Linked DNA regions of Mus musculus: region 2 is linked to region 1. A link is a contact called in public Hi-C data. All regions are on one chromosome and are shown on one strand. The core of a region is the stretch at or near the end of the contact, and the rest is flanking DNA. Distances in the headings are between cores, read along the strand shown. Region 1 overlaps Syt14 (synaptotagmin XIV). Region 2 holds the start of Syt14 (synaptotagmin XIV).

Region 1 (4,558 bases), core at 167-2,666:
ACACAATGGAGTATTACTCAGCTATTAAAAACAATGAATTCATGAAATTCCTAGGTAAATGGATGGACCTGGAGGGCATCATCCTGAGTGAGGTAACCCAATCACAAAGGAACTCACACAATATGTACTCACTGATAAGTGGATATTAGCCCAGAAACTTAGGATACCCAAGATATAAGATACAATTTGCTAAACGCATGAAACTCAAGAAGAACGAAGACCAAAGTGTGGACACTTTGCCATCTTCTTAGAATTGGGAACAAAACACCCATGGAAGGAGTTACAGAGACAAAGTTTGGAGCTGTGAAGAAAAAATGGACCATCTAGTGATTGCCATAACCAGGGATCCATCCCATAATCAGCTTCCAAACGCTGACACCATTGCATACACTAGCAAGATTTTGCTGAAAGGACCCAGATATAGCTGTCTCATGTGAGACTATACCGGGGCCTAGCAAACACAGAAGTGGATGCTCACAGTCAGCTATTGGATGGATCACAGGGCCCCCAATGGAGGAGCTAGAGAAAGTATCCAAGGAGCTAAAGGGAACTGCAACCCTATAGGTGGAACAACATTATGAACTAACCAGTACCCTGGAGCTCTTGACTCTAGCTGCATATGTATCAAAAGATGGCCTAGTCGGCCATCACTGGAAAGAGAGGCCCATTGGACTTGCAAACTTTATATGCCCCAGTACAGGGGAACGCCAGGGCCAAAAAGTGGGAATGGGTGGGTAGGGGAGTGGGGGGAAGGGTATGGGTGACTTTTGGGATAGCATTGGGGATGTAAATGAGGAAAATACCTAATAAAAATATTTTAAAAAAGAAAGAAATGAGAGTCTATAGGTACAACTTAGTTATGACTACTTATAGGAGTTGGGATGGGGAATAAAAACTTAAAACAAAGCAGGTGCAGAAAACCTGACTCATTTATTAAAACTGTTTTATAAGCAGAATTTATATCTAATATGCTTCCAAGTAAGCATATACATGGTTTTAAGTGTGACAAGACACTTATATTGATGAATATGAAAAAAACACTGTAAATTAAAGTGAAACATAAGCAAACCTCCATGTTTAATAAAAACTGCACTTCAGACATTCAGAACAACAGATTTTGCAAAGCAATATGCAGAACACTGAACAGTCTTCACCTTAGCCATTAGATGGCACCATGCATCTTCTAGTCAATGGGACTCTACTAATATCCCCACATGCTTAGAATAGAGTAAAAGATATAGTATGTTTAACCTTTAAGTAAATATATTATACATCTTTCATCATTGTGAATTTGTTTTAAAGATAATACAAGCAACTATGTTTCTATTATAATTTTTAGAATGTTAAAACTTATGCAGACTAAAGGTAATGTCACATGTCCAGCAGATGGCTTTCCTAAGGTAAACCTGGGGCAAAGCTTCCTGTGTGAACACATTCATTACTAATAAACCTACAAGAACTTCTAATTTTTAATTCTCTGGTTTCTCTGTCCTTTCTCCTTACCTAAATTTCATCCAATTGTCTTCTCTAATGTAGGACTCTCATTTTCTGGGTATTTTCCAGTCTCTATTCTAAAAGCTCTGCTCCAGAAGACCCCATTCTGGTCATTCCTTTCTCTAGGTCCAATTAAGAGTCTCAAAGATCAGATGCATCCCGGTACCCAATAATGCTGTAACATCAGAGGAAATACATGAAACAGCACCACCTAGGACACTGAACAGAGGAAATGAGGGCAATGATCACTCAACGGAGATAACAGTATGCTGCAATTCCAAAAGCGTCTTGTCTGGAGAGAAGACAGTACTGTAGTGCACAGAGTGGAGTGACCTGGAAGCACATTGACTTTTCTGAGCTGAAGAGATAAGAGAGTATGACACTCAAAGGAGGCTGAAGCACATATATCTGAGAATGGCCAGAAAAAAAGTTCTGCACATCATTGGGTGTTGCCAATAAGCCCAGCTCTTAGGAGGCTGATGCAGGATAACCACACTAATCTAGTCTAGCCAGCCTAAACCACTTAGTCTCAAAAACAGGCTGAGGCTATAGCTCAGTTGGTAATGTGCTTATCCTGAGTTCCAGCCTGATATTAATTGGAAATGGTGACTCATGCCTGTAATCCCAGAAGTAAGGAGATGAGGCAAGAGGACCAGAAGTTCAGGATCATGCATAGTGAGTTCAAGACCAGCCTGAGACACATGAAGCCCTGTCTCAAAAAAAGCAAACCAAAAAGAATAACCAAACCACCAACAACAACAATTACAAGGGGGTGGAGATTCAGCTCGGTAGTTAAAAGCAAGGACCCGCGCTCAGTTCACCGCATCCATTCTAATTATGCAGCGTACACTGCCTGTAACTCTAACTCCACTGGACCCAACACCATCTTCTAGATACCATGTATATACACATACTTTATATATTCACACAGACAAATGGGCATAAATAAAAATAAGTTTAAAAAGGAAACACAAAGCTATCTAGATGTGTGCACTGAGTAACAGATAATATATAGTACAGTGCTTCTTAGCACATACTATATAAAGAAACAGGAACCGGCTGGGAAAACAATTGCTTAAGTAGAGGAAAAGAGCTACTAACCAAATCTAGCACACAAGAAACAGTGACTACAGCAATGATTCAGAGTCTTAAGCAATCTCTCGCTCTTCTGATTAGTGTCTGAAAGCAGATTGCCTCAGAAAGTTAGGTTGTGTTAGTAAACATCTCATCGATGTGGCAAATTATCTGAAATAATCAACTAAAAGAAAGACAGGTCTACTCCGGCTCATAGTTTCAAAAGTCTCAGTCCATGGTCATGGTTGCCTGAGCATACTGCTACAAGCCTGCAGTGGCAAACACAGCTGGCCAGAATACATAGCAGAGGAGCCATGCTCACCTATGGCAGCTACGGATCAAAAAACAGACTCAGGTAGGGGTCAAAGTCTCACTATCTCCGTTACAGGCATGTTTGCAAGGATCTAACTTTTTCCCACTAGGCTCAATCCACAGAACCATAGGCTGGGGAATAAGCCTTTAATATGGGAGTTCTTGGAGGACAATTCTAATAAAATTATAGCAGACTATATTCAGATTTCATTTCCCATGGTTTCACGTAACTATGATTAGCAGCCTGTAGCATCAAACAACAATTTCAAGAAGTAAACAATTTCTAGGTTTCAATGGTACAGCACTGTAAGCAGCAGGATGAAGTTCAGTGTCACCGTCTGTAATGTCAGTCACCTCTCTTCAGTCAGAAACAACCCACAAAGAAGCACATATATACTGGTTTTTCAAAGGAATCTCAGTGTAGTCGGGGTAGCCTTTTTCAACAGTGAATGAAATCATCACTAACCATAGGCAAGAAAGTGAACTGTACTCCATGCACAAAAATTACTCAAAATAAATATCAAGATGAACTTTATGCATGCAAAAATAATAGGATTTTAAATCTTCATTCATTATAGCAATGAAATACATAACACATAATGGGAATAACAAAAATGTGTAAAGCTGTGGAGTGCTATCAGCACACACAGAAAACAAAAAAACTAACATGTTCTGAATGAAAAAGCAATACACTTAGAAATTCAACTACTTTTACCAAGATCCTCTCAGAACCAGGGAAGGGGACATAAACTGCACAAGAAGATGCTTGGCAAGATTATTTCAAAGGTCATCTGGGAAAATGGGCAGCCAGAAAGATATCAGCCCTAAGACCCAGAAGATTTACAGTATAAATGGGGAGCAAAGGCTATTCTGTAACTCTTCATTTTTCATTCTGACAGAAGCTAAGCTTCTGCACAGAGAGACTGTAAAGTTACGGCACACTTACACACTGCACTTACTGGCTCAGGAGGCTTACACTAATCACTGTCTCAAAAATTTATCATTTCTTTCCAATAAAAGCCAGGAATCGTGCTGCATGCTTATAATCCCCATACTGGGAAAGCAGAGACATGAAGGTCATAACTGAGGCCAGTCTGGCCCACAGAGTATGACCTCCAAAACCCAAAACACACAAAATACCTCACAGACAGATAACAACAGTTGGCTACACATGGAATCAGTTCTGTAAGGACTCAGAAATCCAATCTTGTTCAATACACTGGCAGGGACAGACCCTGAACCTCAGCCAGAGGAGGAGTTTGTCTGGTGAAGGATCAGTTTGTCAGAGTAGGCCAGGCAGATTTTGTTCTAGCAACAAAGTGTGGACCTGCTCCTTTTCAAAGCATGTTACAAAGCAGTGCACAGCAGATGGATGATGCAGATGGGTTGGAAAAGCTCAAGCAGGCTTCCAGGTTCTAAAGCTGGTCTACAGTTTCATTCCCCCGAACGCCTAGTGTCAAACACACAAAACTCACAACCTTTAGAGAAGGACAGAAGGGAAGGAAAAAAATGGTCCTTTCTGACAATAGTACTTCAGAGAGAGCAGAATGGGGTTGGGGAGCTGTGCAGTCACCAGCACCTTCCCTTCCCATTGTACTTTTACCTATGACTACTGCCTAGCCTGCACCCCACCTCGCCTGTCAGTGCTGGAAGAACCTGCAGCAGAGTCAATGGGTAT
Region 2 (4,319 bases), core at 1,070-3,569, 34 kb after region 1:
TCAGCACCACTGAATGTTTTTACACAAAGGAAGCATGCATGGCCTATTTCTTGGTGTATACACTATACTGCAACCATGCTCACAATTATCTGTTCCACCAAAACATAAATTCTAACAGAGAGGATCCCACAAAGTCTATTTCAGAATATTGTCTATTCCTGATATACAACAAATGTTCATTGAGTTAAAAGGTGAATGAACTGTATATAAATTATTTCTACTAAGTAACTATGTCATTCTTTATCAATTAGCGTTATGACCACCAAGCAGGTCTTCAAAGAAACATTGGCTTATGGTATTACCACACTGAGTAATTAAGATTCTACTCAAAGGTGAGGAAAGTAGGGATGGTATATATAAACAGAATCTATTTTAGTAAGTGCTAAGAAGCATAGTTAGACTGACTTAACCTTTATTTGAAATATATTAACTACATTTTCCTTGGCAAACCAGAGAAAGCCTAAGTGTTGATATTTGTATCTTGAAAACCTTTTTAAAAAATCTATAGGTATAATAATAAGCTGGGGGTATAGTTCAGTGGTACTTCCTGGCATGTACCATGCTATCAAAACTAAAACAAAACAAAAGAAAACAAAAAGCATACAGAGAATCTTTAGAAAACCCAATTATTTAAAGATACAAAACACTGAGCAAAATGCTCTAACATTTGGCTGCCAGGAGAAGGTATGTATGCCTAAAGAAAACTTGGACAATAAGAAATTACAAATTATGAGATCATATTTGAATCCTAACTGGGTTAATCCTTCATCATCTGCTTAAAATTATATTTGTATGACTTTACAAGAAATCCTTCCACAAAGTTGTTGACAAAATAAAGCATTCTACGTCAACCAGTGAATTTCACTCCCTAATTCCAGCTCTAATAAACAGTACTGAGAAGAATAAGGGTTGAACATGCTGTTCTGAACATCAACGATTACAGGTAGATTTTATTCTCCATCATCTTAGCAAATCATGTCAATGTGTCCCGTACTTAATCTCTAAATTGAAGTAAACATGAAACACACAGCTGAGTTAATTCTGGAGTTTGGTGGCTGGATCCTAAAGAAGCCCCCAGGCGTGTATACTAACAGAGACCAGTCACCTAAGGGAATTACTGTGCGAGGGGGAACACATTAAATGTAGGCAAGTAATGATTCAGCTACAGGTACTCTGTACAGGTCACGCAGGGAAGTTTTGGAAATCCTTTTTTTTGTACTGAGCTCATCTAAAATGGAAAACAAGATGCTGTAAGCATCACACCTGTGTGATACTAACTGCACAATATGCTCCTTAAAAGCAAGGCAAATTCCACTCCACTCCAACTCCATGCTCTCAGAATAAGAGGAAAATACACATCGGTACCACTTACCTTACCCAATTCGAATCAAGCTACTTGTGAAACATTTCTGTTGCCAATCTTCTGGGTGCGTTTGTCATAAATAGGCATTTGCCTCTCCCCGGAAAAAAGCAATTGTGAGGGTCAGATAAGAGGGTTGACCTCACGAAGATGTCCTGGCCCCCCTATACCCGTCAACCGAAGGGGACAGCGTGGTTATCATCGGCCCAGAAAGCCCGACAGGAGCAGCAGGATGAGCGGATCCCACAAGGGCAGCCTCCCGCTGCCGAACAGCACGGCGCTTCTCAATACCTCAGAGCCTCATTCACCTCAGCATCTCGGTATCTCAGCGCCCTAGTACCTGAGCATCTCACTCAGTACCTCAGCGCCTTAGTAACTGAGTCTCCTCAGTGCCTCAGAACCTCAGCGCCTCATTTACCTCAGAGACTCAGCACCTCAGTGTCTAAGTACCTAAGTCTCCTCTGTGCCTCAGAACCTCAGCGCCTCATTATCACCTCAGAGACTGAGCGAGTTGGCGTCTAAGTACCTCAGCGCCTTAGTACCTGAGCATCTCACTCAGTACTTCAGAGCCTTAGTACCTGAGCATCTCACTCAGTACTTCAGAGCCTTAGTGCCTGAGCATCTCACTCGGTACCTCAGCGCCCAAAGTGTGTAGGCCAGTGCTCGCGAGGGCCGCACGCCGCGCCTAGGCCGGTGTCCCGCATTAGCTTCCCTTACAGTCCGGACCCGCAACCCGCACCTCGGCCTCCTGGGCCCTGCGCTCGCTCGCGGGGCGTCTTCTCCGCGCATCGCTTGCCTTCCACTTACCTTCGATCGCCATGATGCGCTCGCCATGGACCGCACCAACCACGCAGGGAGAGCGGGGGTAAGTGCTGGAGCTTGCTCTTCTTAGGCCTCGGGCCAGAGGGGCGGGAACGCCCCGGGGCCAGGCAGCTGGGCCTCCAGGAGCTGGGGCGGGGCGGCGGGGTGGGGTCGAAGCTCCGGAGCAGGCGGCGCAGGAAGCGGAACCTTCCACGGTCGCGCACCGTCGGCACGTGACACCGCCCCGCCCCCGGCCCCTCTAGGCCCCGCCCCTCGCAACAACTATAGTTTGGCCCACAACCTCGACTTAACCCATTCCCATCTACCTTCCCAGGCCCCGCCCCCGAAATATCCACAACCCCGCCTACCACCCTGACCCGCCACGCCCGCCTCTTGCTGGCCACGCCCTCACCTCCCCCAACCCCCTCTCCCCCAGCCAGTGCAGGGTCTCAGGCGGGCGTTCCCAACAGGTGCAGACAGAGCAGAGAGCAGCCTCAGCAGCCAGCCTTCACCAGGCTTCCAGAGCGGCTGGACAAGCGGTCAGGACCACGGACAGGTCTCCGCACCCAGGAGGTGCCAGATTCCCTCTCAGCGAAGATCTATTCAGTTTGGTTTGGTTTGCCTGAACACTCACCTCAGATTTCAGCCAGCCAGTAGAGACAGCTTCGTGGCACAGCAAACCAGAAAGAGGGATCGTGAGGATAGTCTCTGTCTCTCCCTCCTTCCCTCTCTCTCTTCAGCCTCATTTCTAATGTGACCCAACTCCACAGGAGCCTGATGCCTCCTTGGAGGAACGAGTTCCCCATTTGTCTATGCATTGCAAGCACACATTTGAAGCCACACAATTGTAGGTGTTGCACAGACGTCTTGACAAAGGGCCTGAAATGCATGTCATGTACCCATTTTTAAGTTTGCAAGCCCTTGAGCATGTGAACACCCAAAAGCCAACCCCGAGCAAACTAGCTACCTAATCAGCCCCTCTCCACTGTTTATCCCGCTTCGTTTGGGTACTTTAAAGGCCGGATGGAGGAGCCTAGAAGGATAGGGGATTAGTGATTCTTCCTTGTGGAGAAGATGGTCACTCCTAGAACAGGTGGCTATATTAAGGACAGAAACAAAGAAGAAAATATTTTCCACTTATTATGTGAGGTTGGACTGTAATCTAGAGCAGAAACTGCCTTTCATTGCTTTTATATAACTTCTCCCTCAGTCGATTGATGCTCAATAGGCATCGATTCTTTAACATTTTTTTTCTACATTTGCTTATTTATTGGGGCAGGACCTTCGTGTGAAGGTTAAAAGACAGTTTGCAGAAGTTTGTTCTCATCACCATATGACCTCCAGGGATCAAAATCAGGTTGTCAGCCAGGCTTGGTAGCAAACATCTTTACCTTCTGAGACTTTTCCCTGACCCTGTTCTTTAATGTTTTGACTAGTCCAGTGAATATCTGTTGATCTAGGCATCATATAGAGAACTGGCTGCAGGGGTAGAGGAGATGGATCAGTTGATAAAGTGCTTGTTGCACAAGCATGAGAGCTTGAGCTCAATCCACACCTTTTTTTTTTTTTAAGTAGCATGCTTGTTATCCTAACTCTGTAGAACTGAGATAGGCAGATCCTTGAAGTTCATTGTTAAGCCAGTGTAGACTAACTGATGAACTCCAAGATCAATGAAAAAGCCTGTCTCAAAAAATAAAAAATAAAAAAGGGGGATGGGTGAGACTGGAGAAATGTCTCAACCGTGAAGATCACTTGCTGTTTTTGCAGAGGACCTGGGCTCAGCTCCCAGCATCCACATGGGAGCTTACAACTGTTGTAACTCCAATTCTAGGGGATCTGACATCCTCTTCCAGCCTCCATAGACACCGGTCATGCATAAAATAAAATAAATAGGCAAAGAAGAGAGCTAGCCGGGCAGTGGTGGCACACACCTTTAATCTCAGCACTTGGGAGGCAGGGGCAGGCAAATTTCTGAGTTTGAGGCCAGCCTGATCTACAGAGTGAGTTCCAGGACAGCCAGGGCTATACAGAGAAACCTTGTCTCGAAAAAACCGAGAGAGAGAGAGAGAGAGAGAGAGAGAGAGAGAGAGAGAGAGAGACACTGAGGAAAACATTCAGCATGTCTATCTTACAGATACAGATGCATGCATGCACCTAT

Evidence for each region. Hi-C and Micro-C count contacts between places; a contact is called where the count stands out from the background.
Region 2: a contact with region 1 is called in a Hi-C map of erythroblasts, with 2.9 times the contacts expected there. The contact joins the promoter of Syt14 here to the enhancer-like site in region 1. A contact is called at or near these places in 4 of 39 promoter capture datasets (the HPC-7 cell line, fetal liver, hippocampal neurons and 1 more), 1 of 15 datasets of contacts at CTCF or cohesin (CD8 T cells), 7 of 484 Hi-C or Micro-C datasets (CD4 single positive thymocytes, cerebral cortex, cortical neurons and 4 more), 2 of 115 datasets of contacts at active chromatin or transcription factors (both in embryonic stem cells) and 2 of 9 other capture datasets (adipose tissue and pancreatic islet).

The regions. Positions count from the first base shown.
Region 1 is chr1:192,999,920-193,004,477 of GRCm38.p6, forward strand. The region is part of intron 2 of Syt14 (synaptotagmin XIV); the gene reads right to left. Among named protein-coding and RNA genes, the nearest start is that of Syt14, 34 kb to the right of the region's middle. Within about 2 kb of position 1,417, at least 20 of the 459 cell types and tissues checked have an H3K27ac peak or open chromatin away from gene starts, as enhancers often do. A contact at or near this core is called in erythroblasts and rod photoreceptor, where this site is marked.
Region 2 is chr1:193,033,456-193,037,774 of GRCm38.p6, forward strand. Syt14 (synaptotagmin XIV) reads right to left here and starts at 2,320. Exons shown (of 8, transcript NM_181546.3): 1 at 2,168-2,320. The coding sequence starts at 2,180.